Linked DNA regions of Sus scrofa: region 1 is linked to region 2. A link is a contact called in public Hi-C data. All regions are on one chromosome and are shown on one strand. Each heading gives the region's core, a stretch centred on a gene start, on an enhancer-like site or on the middle of the called end of the contact. The rest is flanking DNA. Distances are from core to core; before and after follow the strand shown.

What was found. A called contact is a pair of places that touch in the nucleus more often than the background predicts.
Region 1: a contact with region 2 is called in a Hi-C map of omental adipose tissue, with 2.4 times the contacts expected there. The contact joins two enhancer-like sites. A contact is called at or near these places in 2 of 5 promoter capture datasets (fetal liver and liver) and 7 of 47 Hi-C or Micro-C datasets (embryonic fibroblasts, liver, mesenteric adipose tissue and 4 more).

What each region holds. Positions count from the first base shown.
Region 1 is chr11:7,276,621-7,284,121 of Sscrofa11.1, forward strand. It overlaps a transcript of HMGB1 not described here. Among named protein-coding and RNA genes, the nearest start is that of USPL1, 41 kb to the right of the region's middle. Within about 2 kb of position 4,256, at least 13 of the 83 cell types and tissues checked have an H3K27ac peak or open chromatin away from gene starts, as enhancers often do. A contact at or near this core is called in omental adipose tissue, where this site is marked.
Region 2 is chr11:6,941,229-6,948,279 of Sscrofa11.1, forward strand. The region is part of intron 2 of LOC106505250 (a long non-coding RNA gene); the gene reads right to left. Among named protein-coding and RNA genes, the nearest start is that of KATNAL1, 120 kb to the right of the region's middle. Within about 2 kb of position 2,148, at least 31 of the 83 cell types and tissues checked have an H3K27ac peak or open chromatin away from gene starts, as enhancers often do. A contact at or near this core is called in omental adipose tissue, where this site is marked.

The sequences.
Region 1 (7,501 bases), core at 3,006-5,505, 340 kb after region 2:
AATGGTCTTTGCAGATAGAATTAGATAAAAAATCTTGAAGGAGACCATCCTGGATCCAGAGTGGAGCCCTAAATCCAACAGCAGGTGTCCTTCCAAGGGAGATTTGGGATAGACATGGAGGGTAGGCCACGTGAGAGACAGGCGGGGGGGGGGGGTGCAGCTATAAGCCAGGGGGTGCTGGCCACCCTTGGAGCTGGAATGATATACAGTTTTTCCCTCAGAGCCACCAGAAGGAACCACCCCTACTAATACCCAGATTTTGGACTCCTGACCTCCAGAACTCTTAAGAAAACCTAAAAACGGTTCATCCTAGGACACAGCCAAGCTTTAAGTAGCAAAAAGAGGATGATAAAGGTCTGTGGTTCTGTAATCAGCAAAACAGGCCACGTGCCTATGGCCATAGGGGCGCTAGATCAGCTCTTTTAAAATGGAGCCTTTTCCACCAACTCTGCTGCACTCCAAATTTTACATTAGAGATTACGTCCTTATCCCCTGTTAAAAAAGTGGTTCTTGGAGTACCTGTTGTAGCTCAGTGTGTTAAGAACACGACATAATGCCTATGAAGATGTGGGTTTGATCCCTGGCCTTGCTCAGTGGGTTAAGGATCTGGTGTTGCCATAAGCTGCAGCGTAGGCTGCAGGTGCAGCTTGGATCTGGCACTGCTGTGGCTGTGGTATAGGCCGGCAGCTGCAGCTCCCATTTGACCCGTAGCTGGGTAACTTCCATATGCCACAGGTATGGCCCTAAAAAGTAAAAAAAAAAAGTGATTTTTTTTTTTTTGTTGAGAAAAGTCACACATAATCTTATAAGTTAAATGCATCAGTCTTACTGTAAACAAATCTAGTTCCTTTTTCATTTTTAGCTATTTAGTATGTATTTCCACATGACTGGCAGTATACTAATAAGTGCCTTTTTTAACCTCTACAGAATTCTGTGACGTAGACACGATTGCTATTTTACAGACAAGGAAGCTGAGAAAACAATGGTATTAATACCTCACTTGTCTGAGATGATATACTTATTAAGTGCCAGAGCCAGGCCATGAGCTACTGTCTGGTTTCCAAAGCCTCTGTACTTAATTACTATAATGCTTTTCCTATATTGCCTTCAGAGAGCGTGGTCTGATAAAGGACAGAAAGCACAGGTCATAAGACAGGTAAAGAATGTGGAGGGGGCAGAAAAGAAGATTAAAAATAGTTTTTAAAAAGTTTTAAGACAAGAAAGTCAAATCTATGTATTTTAGAACTTGAATCCATTTTTTTGTGTTAACGAGGCCAAAGGTCATGCATGTCTCCTCTGCATGTTTGCTGATCCTTGCTCAAGTCTAGAGAAGCTCAGATGGTCTAAGCAGAGTCTGTAGCCATCCATAGTTTTCTAACGACCTGCCAAGAGGTTTATAAAAGCATGGACTTAATTAGAAGGAATATGGATAAGGCAGCACAGATGGTTCTAAATCCAGTCCATCCCCTCATGAGGAGTGTTTGTCTCCCTCCTCCCCTAAATCTACATGTCGAAGCCCCAATCCCCAGTGTGAGACTTGGAGGTGGGGCCTTTGGGAGGTAACAGGGTCACTGCGGTGGAGCCTTCATGAGTGGAGTTAGTGACCTTATAAGCAAGACATGGAGGGAAGAGCTCTCTCCCTGCCGCGTGAGGATACAGCAAGACAGGGGTTTATAAACCAGGAAGAAGGCCCTCACTGAACCCGACTCTGCTGGCATCCTGACCTCAGACTTCCAGCTACCAGAACTGTGCGAAATAAATGTTTGTTGTTTAAGCCACCCAAGATGGTAATTTATCACAGCAGCCTGAGCGGACCAAGACAATGGGTCAACAGCATTTTCTTTGTGTGTGAAGGAAAGTGCTCTGGTCTCGATGACTCACAAGCAGAAAAGAGTAGGAGTAAAAAAGAAGTCTGAGGCATTGCATAGAAACAACCCTTCTGCTTAAACAAGTACACTAATAAAGCAAGCAATAAATGATTCAATTCTCATTCTTTAAAAAAAAAACACTTGTGAATTTCTAGATGTCAGTGAAAACTTTCAAGTGCTGCAAGGCTGCTTCAGTGCCTCTCTGGGCTTCTCGTTTTACTCTTAGTCTAAGGCAGCATTCTCATTTTGAGCTTCTGCGTCTTCTTTACCATCACTTGATTTTCACAAAGCAACTTCAGTATGTACTTAATCAATCTGCATTCACACAATGATGCATGGGGTTCTGCTTACATACCCTTCGTGTAACTGGGCCTCTGTGAATCTTGATCTTTTCCCTGGTACACTTCTGATTTTGTGTGTAGCTTTCTGGTCCACTCACTATGTTAAGAGGCTCTGCTTCCTACACTTTTAGGCACAATGAGAATAAAAGCAGTTTTAGTTACTTAATATCAAAGGACGTTCATTCCCTGATTACTAGAAGCTTCCTGTGTAAGGCCCACCTTTTTGTGTGCCTGTGCTGGGTACTCTACCAAGACACTTCAAAGAGGTAAGGCCCATGTTCCACGGAGATGATTACATAGTCCATATTTTCTAGAGGAGTTCTGATTTCATGCCATTCCGTCTCCTTAAATAAAGGCAATTTTTACTTTCATATCCTCGTAAGATTTTTCACATAAATTAATTCTCAAAAAATAGTATCATAGGTCCTTTTTAAAAATAGTCTTGTTCAAAAGTCAATCTCATGAATGTGTGTATTCATTATAAATTATGGTTTTATACAGTCAAATGTAAAAGAGCAAGAAGAGCTGGAAGGTGGTAGAAAAATCTTATTCTGACTAGAAATACATGGTGATAAGGACATTTTGGACATATATAGACATTTTATCTTTATATTGCTTTACTTTTTGATTATGGCAGGAAAGCATCCTTCCAGGATTAGCGAAAAATGACTAAGTTCTTTTAAAGATAATTAAGCTCAAGAATGAAAATCCACCTTCAATAGATGGCAGAGTCTTGTGGTTCAGAAGCCACAAACAAGTTAATGAAAAACATTTAAATCTATTCAAGTCTGCAGAAAATTAGGATTGTCTAAGCAGAGAATGAAAACAGTCTAAGATTAGTTAAGAACAATTAATATATTGAGTATTATATTTTTACAAGTTTCACTTTATAAATTTTTATATTATAGTAATAGTAGTTAATATTCACATTCCACCCATTTTAGTGAATTTTATATATATATATATATTTAAAATAATTTAACAGGAAACAGCTTTGATGGCTCTCAGTCCATTCAGAGTATCGTATAAGTCTAGCTGTACAGACCATGAGACTACACCTGAGACTGTCTCTGTATTGGTATGTATCTGGACAGCAGGTATTACTTGGGAGGAAATAAAATAGCTTCGGGCTTAGTTCGGCAGTCGGGCTTAGTTAAGCATGACTTTGAAGATCTGACTTTGAGTTAAAGGATGAATGTGATGTCACTGAGTATGAAACAACTGCAGGGCTGTCGTGAGTATTAGGGGTAAGTGGTGCTGACACATACTTCAGGTAGGAGGTTCCTTTCTTTCCTCAAACATGTCAGCAACAGACTGCACGGACGTATCATGGATAAAGTATTCATCCTGGCCTTTAGAGACTGTCCAGTTACATTCTGTAATGGCATAAGGACTTAATTTTGAAGGCAAATTCTCCATCTTATTGATAGAAACGGGGCTATTGACAAGTTTAGATTTTTCAAGCTAAGTAAAATATAGAAGTAACATGATACTAGCAAAGGCAAATTTAGAATTCAAGACTTCGCAATCATGATGATGATGATGATGATTGTTATTTTATCTTCTGTGTTTTTAGGGCCGCACCAGTGGCACACGGAGGTTCCCAGGCTAGGGGTCTAAGTGGAGCTGTTGCTGCTGGCCTACACCACAGCCACAGCAAACAATGCCAGATCCAGTCCGCATCGGCGACCTACACCACAGCTCACGCCAACTCCAGATCCTCAACCTACTGAGGCCAGGGATTGAACTCGCAACTTCAAGGTTCCTAGTCGGATTTGTTTCTGCTGAGCCCTAAGATTATATTAATGCAACTCTGTTAACTGAAATTTCCTTTAATTTGCAAATCTGCCTTTTATTTCTCAAGACATTTTTCTAGTATTTCGCCAGAGCAAGATATCAGAAGAGAAACTCTCATATCAAATAACTTTACTAATTCTTAGTAACTCTGGCATAAGGTTTAAAGAGAAAGAGAATGAAATTTTCATAAACTTCTGGTTTCCCTAACTCTTAAGACCATTCTAGAGAGTAAGTATTCATACACATTATTAAAATTTTGGATTGAAAGAGACGGGGACTACGTGTCATGGATTTTGTCAAAACATAAAACGGCTTCATTAGAAAAGCACAGAGGCCTCCCACACTTGTGGTTTAATCTCATAATTACCTAGATATCTATCAACAAAACTCTAAGTAGTTGTTAACTACAGATGCCAAGGTCTGACAGTTTCACTTTCAGTTTTCAGGGTATTTATTGTTTCAATGGTGTAAGAACATCATTAGAATTTCTACAAAATAGTTAAAGTTGTACTTTCCATAAAATTTAGTACTAGAGAAATCTAGAAGACACAATTCATTAATTATGGAATTTGACTAAGAATTCTTCTGGGGGGTCTGAATTTCAAATGAAAGCATCTTTGCAAGTCAGACTCAACTCATTATTCTGTGATGCAGGCTCCTCCAAATGGCAGCAGAAATGTATTACTGCGTAGAAATTCTAGAGTGGTGCTAAAATTTTATGCTACTGTAGAGATAGGGACAAATGAAAAGAAATATATTTTATATATATATATGTATGAGTGTGTATATATATATGTACATACACATATATATTATATATATATATATATATATTTGCTTTTTAGTGCCACCCTCGCAGCATATGGAGATTCCCAGGCTAGGGGTTGAACTGTAGTTACAGCTGCTAGCCTATGTCACAGCCACAGCCACATGGGATCTGAGCCGCATCTGCAACCTACACCACAGCTCGTGGCAATGCTGGATCCTTAACCCACTGAGCGAGGCCAGGAATCGAACCCACATCCTTATGGATACTAGTCAGATTCGCTTCTGCTGCACCATGAAGGGAACTCCCAAGAAATATATTCTTAGAAGAATACCATTATTTAAAATAAAAATGCTGTCATAAATGCTTACCAGGATAGCTTCCCTAGAATAGCAAATTCTTTATGATTTTCTGTACATTATTTAGATATCAGAATTGTATTTTTTCAATGTGGAAAAAAATTAAGTGAATTGTTTCAAAATATGACATTTTTGCATATAATTCAACAAAAATTAAAATATGTAATTAGAAGATTGACATGTTCAAATACAAGTATGTTTGCTGAGCTTCTGATTATGCACAAAAGTAGGTCAATTGTCAAAAAAACCCAAAACTCGACTATTCAAAACTTCATGCAACTACAGTGACCAAATTAATACTGGAGGGGAAAGAAAAGGAATTGAGTGATTCTAGCATTTTCCATTAGGAAGGAAACAAGGGTGAATGGGTGAATCAGTAATCATGTTTAAGACTGTCAGACAGGAGGGTCTAGGACAGATGGGGACAAGGGGAAATTAATGAATTATACCAATGGACATAGTGGATTTGAGAGGCCCAAGATGCCAGTGGGATTTTCTTCAAAGTTCAACTCACAAGTCGCTTCCTCTATGAAACTTTGCCAATACCTCCAAATGGAATTAATTTCTCTTCTGGGATGACACAGCACTTTGTATTTTGATAACACCAGAACTATATTTTGTTTGTAGATATTTCTATGATTGCAGGGCCATTTTATAGTTATTTGTCTTCATATTTTTTTCTCTCTCTTTTTTTTTTTTTTTTTTTTTTTTTTTTTTTTTGTCTTTTTCTAGGGCCGCACCTGGAGGTTCCAAGGCTAGGGGTCCAGTCGGAGCTGTAGCCACCGGCCTATGCCAGAGCCACAACAACGTGGGATCCGAGCCTTGTCTGCGACCCACACCACGAGTCATGGCAACGCCAGATCCTCAACCCACTGAGCGAGGCCAGGGATCGAACCCGCAACCTCATGGTTCCTAGTCAGATTCGTCAACCACTGAGCCACAACGGGAACTCCTTCATATTTCTCCTGTAGCCCCAACTGTCTCTATCATAGCTGTTTACAAGTTTTTCTTTTCCCTCTTCCATCTATTCTTCCCCAATCTCACCGCTTGTAGGCCCATTTTTTTTTTTTTTTGTATTCTAATGTCTACACTGTGAGTGTCTACACATAGATGATGCTCAATAAACAACTGCTAGATGAATCCTTATGATAACAGCACAATGTTAATATAATCCTCAGTCAAAATTTCTTTTGAATGTTTTATTTAGTGAACAGAATGCATTCATTTAACATTTATTGAATATTATTTCCACAAACTATGCTAGGATGGGAATATTAAGACAAATATAAGCTCCCCATTCTACTCAGAGTCTTGACTAGAGCAGCACTGTGGATCAAACTTTTCATTAAATGCCTCCAGTGGCAAGATTTCATATTCAGAATAACACATACTATGGGTTATGCCAAGATTCGGATCCCTCTGAAGCTACTCTGCTTTGCCTATTTCACAGTTTTGGTGAGGGCTCTCCTGATGCAGAAACTTACTATAGCAAACATTATTTTTATGATGCAAACTGTAGGTTACCTAGTCTTTTTACATAATGCTTGCATATAGCCAGCTCAGTTTATTTTCCATATAATGTACCCTTTGTAATACGTATATACCATATAAAAATTCTAATGGCCTCCAACCAAAGCTGTGCCTATTGGTGAATCGGTTATCTTCTGTATAACTCTACCTTAGTGGATATATTAAAATCTACCAAAAGTATAAATACAGAGCAAGAGTATCTTTATGGTGTGCATATATTTATTATTTTGAATGTTAGTTTATATAATTTCAGTTGTGTTACTAAGTCAAATTCATGCATGCTTTGCTGGTAAAAAATAAGAAAGCAATTAATATACAAGCCAAGATAGTAGTTAAACTTGCTTTAGTTTTGTTTGTAAAATTTTGAAAGCGATTCATTCAAACCAAAGGCAGCTCACACATTTTCAATGGTAAGCACTGATGAGGACACACTGGCTTTACTGACCAAAATGACACCATTAAAATATTTGTGAGTCTAAAGGTTCATATGACATTGTTGGTACTTGCAACAGACTCTACATACGTGTCTTATGAGGGACTGGATCCAGTTTATCAATATAGCCTACGATGCTGAAGTGCTTAGCAGAAAGCTTTATTTATAGTGGATACTCAATATGCACTTCATGAATTGAACTGTAAGACAAATGGTCACTCTGTAGATGACAGAAACCTTCACCTAGGGGAGTCCATGAAGATGAAGGCAACGGTGAAATCCTGCAGAAGAGCAAGCAAGCCACTTTTCCAAAAAGTAATGAGGTCTGACAGTTTGAAGCCTATAAGACATTGACTTAACATTAATTTGCTAATATGGTATTGATAAATTCCTACTACGGAGTTAAT
Region 2 (7,051 bases), core at 898-3,397:
TGCAGGTACCTGCTGTGCCTGGTGGGGACACACACGCCAGAAACACGCATCCCTACTTCCTGTCCACTTTGCAGCGGGGCAGTAACTTGGTCCTGCAGAGAAAGGTGTTTCTCCTTCCATAAACGAACACTGGGTACCAAGGGCTTTGGAGGGTTATTTTGCCCCAAGCTCCGTGTTGCGGGGTTGCGGGGGAGGGTGTCCTGTGTGCAGAACTTCTAGCAGCTCGCTGTTGCCCTTCTGTCACCTCTGGTTCTAGCAGGAGGCTGGTGTGTTCTCTGTGCACGCGGCTTGGAGGACAGTGGGATGGATGCAGGTGCCGGCTGGATGTGAGTCACTGTAACAGGTTTGGTAAGGATAACCCACGTGAGGCCATGACAGAACAATCCAAGCAGCTTCTGAAAGCACAGAGACGTGCCTCTTGACCTTGAATCTGTGGGCTGTGTAGTGCACAGTGTTCTCTGAGCTCAGGAACTTGTCAGGCTCTGACACATTTTAAAAATCCTCATCTTCTGTTTTCAAAAATAATCTGAGTAGCCTCAAGGCTACGGATGTAAATAACTGCTGAATTGTTTTATTGATTATTCTAAACATTAATGAGTCAGGGGTCTCCAATTTTTTAATCAAAAAACTCAGGGAGAAAAATAGGATTCTTCGTTGACTCTTTTTTTTTTTTTTTTTTCTAGACACTTACACATCATCATGAGACTTGTGAGCTGGGAGGGACTGGGAAATCAGTCACATCAACCCCTTCCTGTTACAGTGAAGGGCCTGGAGATGTGACGATTTGGCCAAAGGCACACGGCAAATTAAAAGGAACCCGATCTCTTGCTGCCTTTCATTATAGCTGCTCAGCTTAGAAGGACTTTAAAGACTAAATTAGTCCAACCCTCCAAAAATTCATGTCTCTTTTACAAACAGACCACCTTCTGTGTTTGAGTCTGGGAGCCCTAAGGGGGCCTGCCCATCTTTAAGGAGTTTTTGTTGTTGTTTTTGAGGTCTGTGGGCACATGGAAATTCCCAGGCTAGAGGTTGAATCAAAGCTACAGCTGCCGACCCACACCACAGCCACAGTAATGCCAGATCCAAGCTGCATCTGTGACCTACACTGCAGCTTGTGGCAACGCCGAATCCCCAAGCCGCTGAGCAAGTCCAGGGATCGAACCTGCATCCACATGGATATAGCTGGGTTCTTAACCTGCTGAGCTACAATGGGAAGCCCTGGGTATCTTTTATAGTTTAAATTATTTAACATGATCGGGATAAAACCAGACATTAACAGCCTTGATCCGAGCTCTGGACCTGGGCATGAGGAATAAGTCAAGGTTGTCAGAGGCATGGGAGCCGTCAGGCCATGCCAGCCACGCAGGCCCAGACCAAAAGCCAAGTTTTACCAGAAGACTCAAGTTTAACCAAATCCAGCCACAAATAGCAATGCTCACGCCTTCCTGTTAAATATCAGTGATTAATAAATTCATTCACTTGTGTGTTAAAGAGGAGACGGGCCCCCTCCAGGGATAATTATTTCTATGTTACATTGAAATAAATGATCAGTTCTAAACCTATGGAACCCTGGTGCTGCGTCTGAGTTCTGAGAATTTGGTAATTATTTTCTGTCTCCTCTCCTATAATTGTTAACCTTTTTCTTGTCTTCTGAGATGAAATTTTATCCAACACATAGAGTAAGCTTTCAAGAGACATTCAGCGTCCACAGTTGGAATTTCGGCAGGCATGGGAGAGGACCGGCACTAGGGAAGAAAATGAATAAAGGAGAAAAGGGGAGAGGGAAAACCGCAGCTTTTAACATTTCAAGGATTGCCCACTTTCTCTGGGGGAGTCGAGGGCGGCAGCTCCTGTTTCTCCAAGGCAGTGTGTGGCATTACCACGTGTGACCAGCAGAGGGCGGCTTCTCCTCGTTTAAGGCAGAGAGCTCGGCACCTGGAGCTGCTGTTTTCCGGAGGAAGCAGATTTAAAAGAGCTTGGCTAAGCAGAGATCGTACCACCACCAACTGCAAACACATCTCTTAGCCTTTGCCTCTGTTGAAAAGGCAAGAAAAGGCTGGTGAAGAAACAAACGGCTTGTCAAGGTCATCAGCACACACGCACCTTCATCATCCGGCTCTGGCTGAATCAAGCTCAGGGCAGACTGAGGTTTGGAGGTGGGGCTCGGTGTGAGGACCGCAAGGAGGGTCCAGACCCGCCCTGATCGAGGGAGATCGGTGTTTGGGAGGGGGTCCGAGGTCCAAGGACGAGCAAGAGTTGCCCAGAGGCTGATCAGAGAGCCTTGTGTGGGGGGGGAATCGAGTCCCCTGCCCCTCCTTGGGTGAGCCAGGCTAGGGCGGGACCCCTGTGACCTCTCCTCCCAGCCCCACCCCCACCAGTCTCCCCTCCCATCCCTTCCCCTGGATTTCTGCTTTTCCCTGACTGTCCCCCTCAAGTCCTCGCTGCCACCAGAGCCTTTTTAATAGAGCAGTGGGTGCGGCTTCCTGGGTTCCCTTCCCTCCTCTGTCCTTCTGTCCTGTAGTTACTTTCCACTCGGCGGTGTTTGCCATCCACTCCTGAAGCTGATGGGCATGGTATGTGTGACTGTCCCCAGTCCAGGCCACAGCCCAGCCAGAGGGGGCTCTCTGGTTGGTGTGGGGGGGGGCGGCGGCGTCTGTGTCCTGAATGTCCCGGGATCCCTGGGACTTCTGGAAACCAAAGAGGTCCATTAACTTCCTCAGCAGCAAGGGATGCAGCTGGACTCAGACCTTTTCTCAGCTTCAGATCTCACCACCCGATTCCATCGCTGGTGGATGACTTATATAGTGTCTTAGGTTGACTTGTCCTTTTGTAACTAAACCACCAAAGGAAGAGTGGGGGCAAAAGAGGAAGTGGTACCAGGGTTATTATGAAGCCAGGACTCTAAAACTAGCTTCTGTAAAGAGCAGCAGACTCGATTGTGGTTTCTGTTTATCTTGCAGAAGCCGCAGCGAATGACCCTGGGGGTAGGGCTTCTGCAGCACCTCAGGTTCCCCCGGGGAACCTCAGCAGCAGCAGAGAGGGCTAAAGGTCAAAGGTCACACGGTAAGGCTATTTTAAAATAGTGATCACAGATACTTCAGTGACCGCCCCAGGAAACCAGTCACTGCCTCCCCCCCTCCCCTTCAGATCTTACTGAAATAGGAAGAGTTTCCGCAGCATTTCTAGGTGCCACCTCCTGTGCTTTGTGCTTTACTGGTATCATTTTATTGAATCGCCACAACTCGGTATGATTCCCCACTTTACAGCCTAAGAAACGAAGGCTTTACGAGGTTAAATACCTTCCCAAGATGTGCACGGCTGGCACGTTGCAGAAGCTGCATTTAAACCCGGATTTAAGTGTCTTCCCGCCGTGGTCTGAACCGCTAGGCTTGACCGCTTCAGCTGGGAAGCCACGGTTCAGTGAAAACGAATGCGCGCCCGGCCAAGCAGAAACAGTGGCCTCATCCGCAGGGTCCTCAAGCCTGAAAGTGGCTCCTGGACGAAGACACCCGCCATCCCTGAGACACGGTTTGGCTCCCTGGAGAAGAAGGCCCTGGACAGCGTGTTCCCGCAGAGGCAGAACTGAGCATCCATTCCACGCTGGGAGCAGCAGCGCGCTAGCCAAGCCCTTCCTCTGATGAACTCCTGTTCTAGAAGCACGGCAGTAATGAGTGAGTGGGAGTGAATGAGGGGGAGAAACCCAGAAATGCTGTGCCGACAGGCGAGGGACAACACGGGGGCCGGGGCAGCCCGGGTGGGGTGGTGCGGCTCGGCCTTGCGCCTGTAGCGCTGCACCTGCATTTATGGTTCACGACCTCACTCAAGAGGGATCAGCTATTTACTGTCTGGGACAGGTCCTTCCCGGCCAAGGGACCAGCAACCAGCAAAGACCCCCAGGTGGGGACAGACCTGAAACTTAACTGAAAAATAGTTAATGTGTTTAAAAAGCCATGGGCTGGGCGATGGAAGAACTGACCTGATTGGAGAGACGGTGAGCCTGGAACAGGCTGGCTGCACTGTGCCGCCTGCTCTGCCGGGGGCCCTCCCTTAGGGAAGTGGCAACGAAGCCAGGTGACACTAACTTGAGCCTGTACAGCACCCCGCACCAAGCACGTCACACGTCCCCTCTCATCTTCTCTTTCCATGACCCTGAGACGTGGCTAAATACTGTTATCCTCATTTTTTAGGTGGGGTAACTGAGGCTTAGAGATTTTAGTGAGCAATGTGCCCAGCATCTCACAGATAATAAGAAGAGACAGAGGTGGAAGTTCCTGTTGGGGCTCAGCCAGTTACAAACCCAACTAGTATCCATGAGGATGTGGGTTCGCTCCCTGGCCTCGCTCAGTGGGTTAAGGAGCCAGCGTTGCCGTGAGCTGTGGTGTAGGCTGCAGATGCAGCTCCGATTCGACCCCTAGCCTGGGAACCTCCACATGCCCCGGGTACGGCCCCAAAAAGAGCAAAAGAGAGAGAGAGGTTATACTTGAACCTGGGTCTGCGGCTCTAGCACACAGGCTCTCTAGCCTGCAGCCACGTGCTCCGGCCCCCGCTCAGATCTGGGCACCCCTGACCTCTGCAGCAGCCTGAGAACACAGCCTCGGGAGAACCAGGCCTTTGCTCAAGTTCCCAGTCTGTCCCTCTCAGTGGAGGCAACCCCACCCCTACACCAGCACCCACAGAAATCCATTTTCCCTGTTCTGACCCAGACAAACAAGGAGGCCACACTGGCTGCCCAGCACCTGGGCTGGGCAGTCCTGGGCCCTTCAAAGCCAAAGGATTGAATTTTGCATTACCCCCCACCCCACCCAACGTAGCAAACAATCAAATATTTACAAAGTCAAGCTCAGTGAGGGCCGTGGAGCTGGACAGCGAGTAAGATGCTGCCCTGCTTCCGGGGGCCAGCGGGGATGTAGCAGTGAATTCTTTGAACACAGTGCAGGACGGGAGAGACTAGAATCACGCTGGGTTCCTGTGGGAGCCCTGAAAGGGGTGCAAGGTCACTGCCGAGTCCGGAAGGACGTCGGGTGAGCTCTGTGGGCTGCAGAACCGGGCACCTGGAGGTGGCAACCCGCCAGGGCTGTGGAGGTGAGGTCCTGACACTGGCTCTGGTGTGTGGCTCCCCCCGCCCCAATACCAAGCGGTCCTCTGACGCCAGCTGAGTGTCCGACAATTCACCCCAGTTCTGAAACTACCCGGAGGCATCGTCAGATCCAAGAGTTAAGGGCTCAGCCCCGCAAGATGCCCCACCTCAGACGCCAGCCAAAGGCACGGATCAGACCACCTGACTGTAAATCAGAGGCTCCCGCCCCCACGCTGCGTCCATTCCAACTTTGAGGGGGCTCACGGGACTCAGGAGACGAGTTGATGCACTAGACCACTGGCTTCTTGGGAAGGATAAGAGTCACCAGACAGATGAAGAGATACACGGCTGAGGTTTCAGACAGAGAGGCTTCACGCCCGGTGACGTTTGGGGCCCAGCGTATCGTGGATACGTTCTGGCTCCTCAACTCGGAAGCTCTCAGAACGCCACCCTTTGGGGGTTTTACAGAGGCTCTGTCATATTGGGTGGGCACGAGTGACGAAGCCACTGGCCTTCAGTGATCGATTCACCTCCAGCTGCTCTGCCCCAGGGAGGCTTGGGGTCAGGGGGATGAAGGTTCCAACCCTCTCGTCTGGGGGTTGGTTGTTCTGGGGACCCCACCACCATCCTGCGGCGGCTGAAGGGCTTTCTAAAAGTCACCTCTTGGAGTTCCCGCTGTAGCTCAGCGGAAATGAATCTGATGAGCATCCACGCCAGGGCGTGGGCCCCAGCTGTCTCTTCCTCGGCCCTGGGTCCTTTGCCCCAAGAGCTCTCCTGCTGTAAAGCTGCCCTCCTCCCAGGCCTTTCTCAGCGTATCAAGCTTTAAGCAGCCAAGGTTGAGCCCTGGGCTGGGGACAAAGGTCAGAGTCAAGGCCGACCCAGCCCCAAATCTCATCCTATCCCAAGGCTCCAACCCGGCCCCGCTTCCACCACATACTCTCACACTTTTATTTGGAAAGGCTTTTAAACCTACAGACGACTTGAAAGAAGAGAACAATAAATACGTCTTTCCCCTGGCTCCCCCCGCTGACATCCTGCCACATGCGCCATGGCTCTGTGTCTCTGCCCTGAGCCACAGCCCAGGAGGAAGACAATGACCCAACCCTGTCATTAGTAAGGCTGACTGTGATAACAAGGAGTGACCACGGCCACATCTTCCCACGGAAGAGGCGGCCTTTCCATTCTGTAATTAATGAGAGGCTCATGGAGTGATGCGAACGGAAAGCGAAGCCACAGACCACCTCGCTAAACATCCTCGGGGCCACAGGAGGAAGCCGCGAACGCGGCAGGAAGGTGGCTGGCCTCCTGCTGCTGGAACTGAGATTCTCGCTCCCTTTAGTCTGCGTGAAATCAGGCGTGGAGATGAGGACGAGGACGGGTGTGCGGAGCGAGGGCGCCGCCAGGCTCTGCCTGGGAACCTCTCCCGGTCTTGGAGGGACGTGAAATTACCAAGGCCGGTAGGCGGGGCATCCCGTGTCCTCGTTAGCGGCCAACGGCGCTCAGGCCACCGGCTTCCGGCCTGGCTCTGTCACCGGCTCCCTCCCAGCGCGGGGCGGGCTCTGTGCGTGATGAACGCTTCTGCCTGCCCGGCTCCGAGGGCGAATCCGGGGCCCGTGTTCCTTTTATCACCGTTTTATACTCGTCAGGGTTGTTAAGTCATTTGGTATCCCAGGCAACCTGAAAGCAGCTCCCGGACGTTTTAACCCCAAAAAAGACAGTGCCAAGGGAAGAAAGACCTGTCCTTGCCAGGTGCCACTGTCGCATGCTCGCAGAAGCTAATGGATAACCTTTCAGGGGACGACTCCGCAGGGGCTGGGTGATGTCTCCGTATGTCTCGGGCTCCGGGTGGGGGGAGACGATGTCAGAGGAGACCAGCTCTGTAAGCACAGCTCTTTTTTCCAGCTATGCAAACAGACTTCTGTGAGCGTTTCCGCGGGGGACCCACAAGTTTCCCCTTCCGCCCAAAGGCAGGTT